2 separate regions of the Sus scrofa genome follow, and region 1 is linked to region 2. The links are chromatin contacts, called in public Hi-C maps. All regions are on one chromosome and are shown on one strand. The core of a region is the stretch at or near the end of the contact, and the rest is flanking DNA. Distances in the headings are between cores, read along the strand shown.

Region 1 (3,066 bases), core at 268-2,767, 93 kb before region 2:
ACAATGGGAACTCCCAACCATTTTTAAAAATTGAAGTATCATTGGTTTACAGTGTTGTGTTTGTTTCAGGTATACGGCAAAGTGATTTCTGTTATACATACACACATGTATATATTCATATCTATATATCTATCTATATATATATACACATATTTATATATTCTTTTTTACATTCTTTTCCATTATAAATTCTTACAGGATATTAAATATAGTTCCCTGTGCTATAGAATAGATCCTTGTTGTCTAGAACAGTTCAGTGGCATTAAGTACATTAAGTACATACTGTCATGCAGCCATTCTCACCATCCCTCTGTGGCTCTTACCATCTGTTAAAATCGAAAGTCTGTACCTACTGAACAGCAACTCCCCATTCTCCTGTCCCCACAGCCCCTAGTGACCACCATTCTACTTTCTGTGTCTATGAACCCGACTCCTCTAAGCACCTCACATAAGTGGAATCCCACCATATGTGTCCCTTTGTCTCTGGCTTATTTCATGTAGTAGAACATCCTGAAGGTTCATCCACGTTGTAGCAGGTGTCAGAATCTCCTTCATTTTTAAGACAGAATAAGATCCCACTTTCCCCGTCCATTTATCCACTGATGGACCCTTAGGTTACTTCTACACCTTAGCACTTAGGAATAATGTTGCTAGGAACATGTGTATGTCAATATCGCTTTGAGTCCCTGCTTTTGATTCTTTGGGGTGTGTAGTTAGGAAGGAATTGCTGCCTCACATGACAGTTTCATTTTTTGAGGAATGTGTGTCTATTGCTGACTCCTGACCTCACCACACACACAATCCCAATGCCACCAGTGGTGTCTGCTTCCAAAGCATCACCAGAATGAGCACCAGTGCTCTGCTGTGGGAGGGGAGCAACTTGGCAAAGGCAGCCTGCGGCCACACATGCCCAGGGATGGAGTAACAGCTTCCGCTCACCATAAATTTGCCCGTTGATGCAGCACTTTTTAAAGGTCATGATGTTCTGTGTGAGTGTCCCTGTCTTATCCGAGAAGACGTAATGGATCTGCCCGAGCTGTTCATTCAGCGTGGTGGTTCTCGCCTTGGCCGGCGTGTCTTTCTCAGGATAGTACATCTGCAGGTCCCAGTTGATGAAGTAACTCTGTCCAAGACGAATCACTTCCACGCTAGGAAGACAAGAGATAACTTTTGATGGGGTTCTCAGATATGGGTGGCAGCCAGTGGATTTTGTCCTCACTTGGCATCAGGAACGAGCTGCTTGTGTACAAAGAGACAAGGTCTGCAGTGACCTGTGTGCCCAGCTTCTGGATTCTCCTGGCTAAACACTTTTTCCAGCTTCATGGTCAAAGCAGCCTCTCAATGTGATTTCCTAGTCACTCCTGAGCACATCCGGTCATGGACATGGCACCCCCACGTTCAGAACACACAGCCCTGCAAGTGACATGGTAACACTGCAGGGGGCATCGTACGCTGTAGCAATTCCTACTCTTTTCTCTCATTGCCCATTGCACCCAGGGACAACTGGAATGGCACATTCACCTCTGTCCCCAATTATAGGGCAAAGGGAGTGAGAGTCTACTAGGTCACACACCCCTGTGTGCTCTCAAGAGAGCAAAGGGTTTTTGGCAAATAACCCCTAAATTGTGACATCACACTGTGAAAAAGCAAAGATTTTTGCCTAAAATCTTTTTTTCAAAACCATTTTAGAATTGAAGTACAGTTAATTCACAATGTTGCGTTAGTTTCAGGTGTACAGCAAAGTGATTCAGTTATACACTATACACATATATATTCTTTTTCAGATTCTTTTCCATGGTAAGTTATTACAAGATATTAAATGTAGTTTTCTGTGCTATATAGTAGGTCCTGGTGTACAGTCCTAAATTCGTGTAAGTTTATAGAATGTCCAAAAAACGATATTCTGAAAGGATCATTTCCATTTTCAAACTGTAACTGATTAAATATAACTCAGAAGGAAGGTGCTTACACATCCAGCAACTGTTCAGTGGGTAAAGGATGTCTTTATTTTATTTTATTTTATTTTATTTTATTTTATTTATTTTATTTTATTTTATTTTATTTTATTTTGCCTTTTCCAGGGCAGCTCCCGCGGCATACAGAGGTGCCCTGGCTAGGGGTCTAACTGGAGCTGTAGCTGCTGGCCTATGCCAGGGCCACAGCAACACAGGATCTGAGCCACGTCTGTGACCTACACCACAGCTCACAGCTACACTGGATCCCTAACCCACTGGGCAAGGCCAGGGATCGAACCCGAAACCTCATGGTTTCTAGTTGGATTCGTTAACCACTGAGCCACAACGGGAACTCTGGATGTCTTTATAATAAGCTAAAAAGATGGAAAAATAACTCCCTTCTTCTCTCCTCCCTTAAGTGTTTCCTGAGTGCCTACTATGTGCCACACACCAGCCTAGGTACAGGGGCCACATCAGTAAACAAAACAGACCAAATCCCTGCTCTCAAGGAGTTTACCTTCTAATGGAGATGGACAAAGAAATAAACCAGTAACTATACAGTATATCAAGGGGTGAAAATTCTCTGCAGAAAATCAAAGCAGGATAAGGGGAGATGGAGACGGACAGGCAGAGGAAGTGATGTTTAAGAATGGAGAGGGTCAGGAAAAGCCAGGGTGATAAGATGATGTTTGAGTGGAGACCCAAAGGACAAGAAAGAGCAACTCTGTAGATATGGAGGGGAAAGGAGGTTATAGGCACTGGTGAGACCAAGCGCCAAAGTCCTGGGCAGGTACTGGTACAGCTGAGGAGTTCAAGGCTAGAGATAGGGGAGCCCAGGAAGTGGGTGGAGGTGCTGGAGGTTATGGATGGATGTGGAAGGCAGAGCATCAACTCACACCAGGCCTTGAGGGGGATAGTGTGGCTTCAATGAATCCATTCTGGATGAGATGGAAAGCTACTGTGGGGTTAAAAACAAAGCAGAGATATGCTTTAAAAGGAAATTGACTTCTAGAGTTCCCGTAGTGGCGCAGCAAAAACGAATCCAACTAGGAACCATGAGGTTGAGGGTTTAATCCCTGGCCTCGCTCAGTGGGTTCAGGATCCGGCGTTG
Region 2 (3,115 bases), core at 88-2,587:
TCTATTCTCTGCATCACCCCTCCCCCAACAAGTTGCCACTCCGCACGCACACAGCGAGGGGACAGCGCCGGGCACCAAACTAGGGAGGGAAGGAGGTGGCCTGTTGGGAATGCCACGGGAGTTGGCAGATAGGACCTTACAGTCACAGGGGAAAACATCCTTCCCCATCACCGCCCAACGGGCATTAAGGTCGACGGAAGACGTCTAGAAGGTGCCTGATCCCGCAGCAGGCGCGATGGAGAAGATCCCACCCTCCATCCCTCCCCGAAGGGACGGCGGGTACCTTCGGCCCTAAGGTCTTTTTCCAACGCGTTTATATAAGTTCCCAAGGGGGCCCCAGCAGAATCTTGCCAAGAGGGTCTTCCAGAGGGACCCAGACATTGCAGGGAAGCCAGCGGCCCTCCTCAAGGACCCACAAGCCCTGCCAGGTTTGATACTCAGTCTTGAAGCCGGGACGTGTGGATAGCAAAGGAGCGAAGAATTCAGACACCTCCCGCGATTCCCCTCTTCTCCCCGAAGGTGAAACCCCCCTGGCCTTCGTCAGTGCTGCCTGCCCCACCAGCTGTGTCTTCACGTCCCCGAGACCGCAAAAGCCCCGGCATCGCCACCCAAATTCCATCCATGTGGGCTCAGAAGCTCGAGGGTGCGGACAGCTGCTGCCACTGCATCCCGGATCCCTGGAGTCCGCCGCCCCGGGGCCGCCAGGGGACCTGAGGGTCCGGCGGGTGGGGCAGATTAGGGGCCCTGGCGCGGCGCTCCTTCTTACCTGGCGCTCGATGGGCCCCGGCTGGGGCATCCGCCGGGTGCACGCCTCTCCGCGCGCTCGCTGCGCACCTGCCCACCGCTGCCGCCGCCGCGGTCCGCCGGGCCCCAGCGCTGGCAGCCGCGCTAGCTCTTCATGGCGCGCGGGGGCTGGCCCGTGGCCCCGGGAAGCGTGTCCAGTTGGCGGCGGCTCCTCCGGCTCTCGCAGCTCCCAATGGCTCCTCGCCTTACCCCGCCCCGCGTCCGCGCCCCCTTCCTCTGCGGCCTTCCTTTTCCCTCCGCTCCAAGGGACTGGCCAAACTGGTTTCTCCGCTCCCGGGTGGTGCCTCCTGTCTCCTTCTGGCTGCCGCGGCCGCCGCGCGGGGCTGGGGCTGGGGCTGGGGCGGGGGGCGGGCCCGGCCTTCTGCCCTCCCTCTATCCCTCCCGGGGGCGGAGAGGAGCTGGACGGCGAGCCCCGGAGCGAGCAGACACCGCCCAGGTCGAGCCCCGCGCCCTCGGTACGCCCCGGCGGCAGATGGAGACCCCGGCTGAAGCCCGAGCGCTCTCCTCTCCTCGTCTGGCCCGCTCTCAACTCCCCCGACGCTCCCGCCTCCTTGGGGACGCGATTGCCACCCCGCCCCGCCAGCCTCGCGTCACTTTCCCACCGCCCTCGGTCAGGCTGGCCGCCGCTTAGCCCGGTGATCGCGTCAGCCCGGAAAGCTGGCGAGGCCGCCGTTCGCCTGGGACCTGAGCTCCCTCGGTAAGGGGAGCTATACCCTCTCCACGCCAAGTCACGTTCCCGGGCTGGTCACCGATGCGGGTCGCACTTCGCCGCTCTGAGAGTAGAGGAAGAGAGGGCGCTGCTGAAAGATTTCGAGAAACTTGTAATTGCAGCAAGCTGACTTTCTACTGAAACCAAACTCTCTCACCTTTATGGGTTTGGAGTCAAAAGGACTCAGGGTGCAGCGGACGAATGGCACGATGCATTTGAAAATTTTGGACTCACTTGCATGGTTGCTACCTGGTGTCTGGGCGCTTGAATTGCCCCCCACCCCATTACACCAGAAACTTTGTTCCGCAGAATTTCACTGCGCACCTGCTCTGTACAAGTCTTTGGGATAAGAATGGAGGAAAGTCAAAGATAAATTATAGTTTACTTAAAATGTATAGGGGAGATAGGACTCATAGACAAATAACTAGTTGTGGTAGATCAGAAAGCCCCAGATCTTCGGTCTAAGAGTTCAGACTTCCAACTGGGGCTTAAGGAACTTCATTGAAGAAGCCATGCTTGGGGTGGAATTCAAAGACCCAGGGATTTAGGGATCAGTGTTGCATGGAGAGGGTATTCAAAGAGTGGTCTACTAATTTGATTTTAAGTGTATGAAAGACTCAACTGATACTGTTAAACTCTAGACTGCTCTGAGTTTCTTTTTCAGTAGTTACATTTAATCTTTGACTAGGTGGTGCTGGTCAGTCATTTAATTTCTCTGGGTCTCAGTTTCCTCATCCATAAAATAAGTCTGGATCTCACATGGTTTCTTCCAGTGCTTCGTTTTTGAACCCAACAGCAGAGTAAAGCTCTAAAAGCCAGATAACACAAGGGTAGACCAGATGACTGGCATTACAGTGGTAAAACAAGACTAGGGAGGGAACTGGGGCCTGGAAGCAGGCATCAACTAGATGCAGACTAAAGATTTGGTTGAGGGGGGGTTGCCATCAACAAAACAAAAAGACAACCCACTGAACAGAAGAAAATATTAACAAATGATATAACCAAAAAGAGTTAATATCCAAAATATATAATCAGCTCATACAACTTAATATCAAAAAAGCAAACAACCCAATTTAAAAATGTATAGGACAGTTCCCGTTGTGGCGCAGTGGTTAACAAATCTGACTAGGAACCATGAGGTTGCGGGTTCGATCCCTGCCCTTGTTCAGTGGGTTAACGATCCGGTGTTGCCGTGAGCTGTGGTGTAGGTTGCATACTCGGCTCGGATCCCGCTTTGCTGTGGCTCTGGCGTAGGCCAGTGGCTACAGCTTCGATTCGACCCCTAGCCTAGTAACTTCTATATGCCGTGGCAGCGGCCCAAGAAATGGCAAAAAAGACCAAAAAAAAAAAAAAATGTGTAGGGAGTTCCTTTGTGGTGCAGCAGGTTAAAGCTCTAGCGATGTAACTGTAGCCTCTCAGGTTGTTGCCATGGATGGGGTTCAATCCCTGGCCCAGGAATTTTCACATGCCTTAGGGGCAGCCCCCACCCCACCAAGAAGGGAAGAAGACCTGAATAGACATTTTTCCAAAGAAGACATACAGATGGCCAACAGGCATATATGTTTAACATCACTAATCATCAGGGAAATGCAAATTAAAATG

Evidence for each region. A called contact is a pair of places that touch in the nucleus more often than the background predicts.
Region 1: a Hi-C map of liver shows a contact between it and region 2, with 2.7 times the contacts expected there. The contact joins the enhancer-like site here to the promoter of ATP8B1 in region 2. A contact is called at or near these places in 1 of 5 promoter capture datasets (liver), 8 of 47 Hi-C or Micro-C datasets (embryonic fibroblasts, heart right ventricle, liver and 2 more) and 1 of 2 datasets of contacts at active chromatin or transcription factors (skeletal muscle).

Annotation. Positions count from the first base shown.
Region 1 is chr1:163,027,877-163,030,942 of Sscrofa11.1, reverse strand. It overlaps ATP8B1 (phospholipid-transporting ATPase IC), which reads right to left. Exons shown (of 28, transcript XM_021100031.1): 13 at 940-1,148. Among named protein-coding and RNA genes, the nearest start is that of SLC51B, 52 kb to the left of the region's middle. Within about 2 kb of position 1,517, at least 2 of the 83 cell types and tissues checked have an H3K27ac peak or open chromatin away from gene starts, as enhancers often do. A contact at or near this core is called in liver, where this site is marked.
Region 2 is chr1:162,934,431-162,937,545 of Sscrofa11.1, reverse strand. It overlaps ATP8B1 (phospholipid-transporting ATPase IC), which reads right to left and starts at 1,337. Exons shown (of 28, transcript XM_021100031.1): 1 at 767-1,337.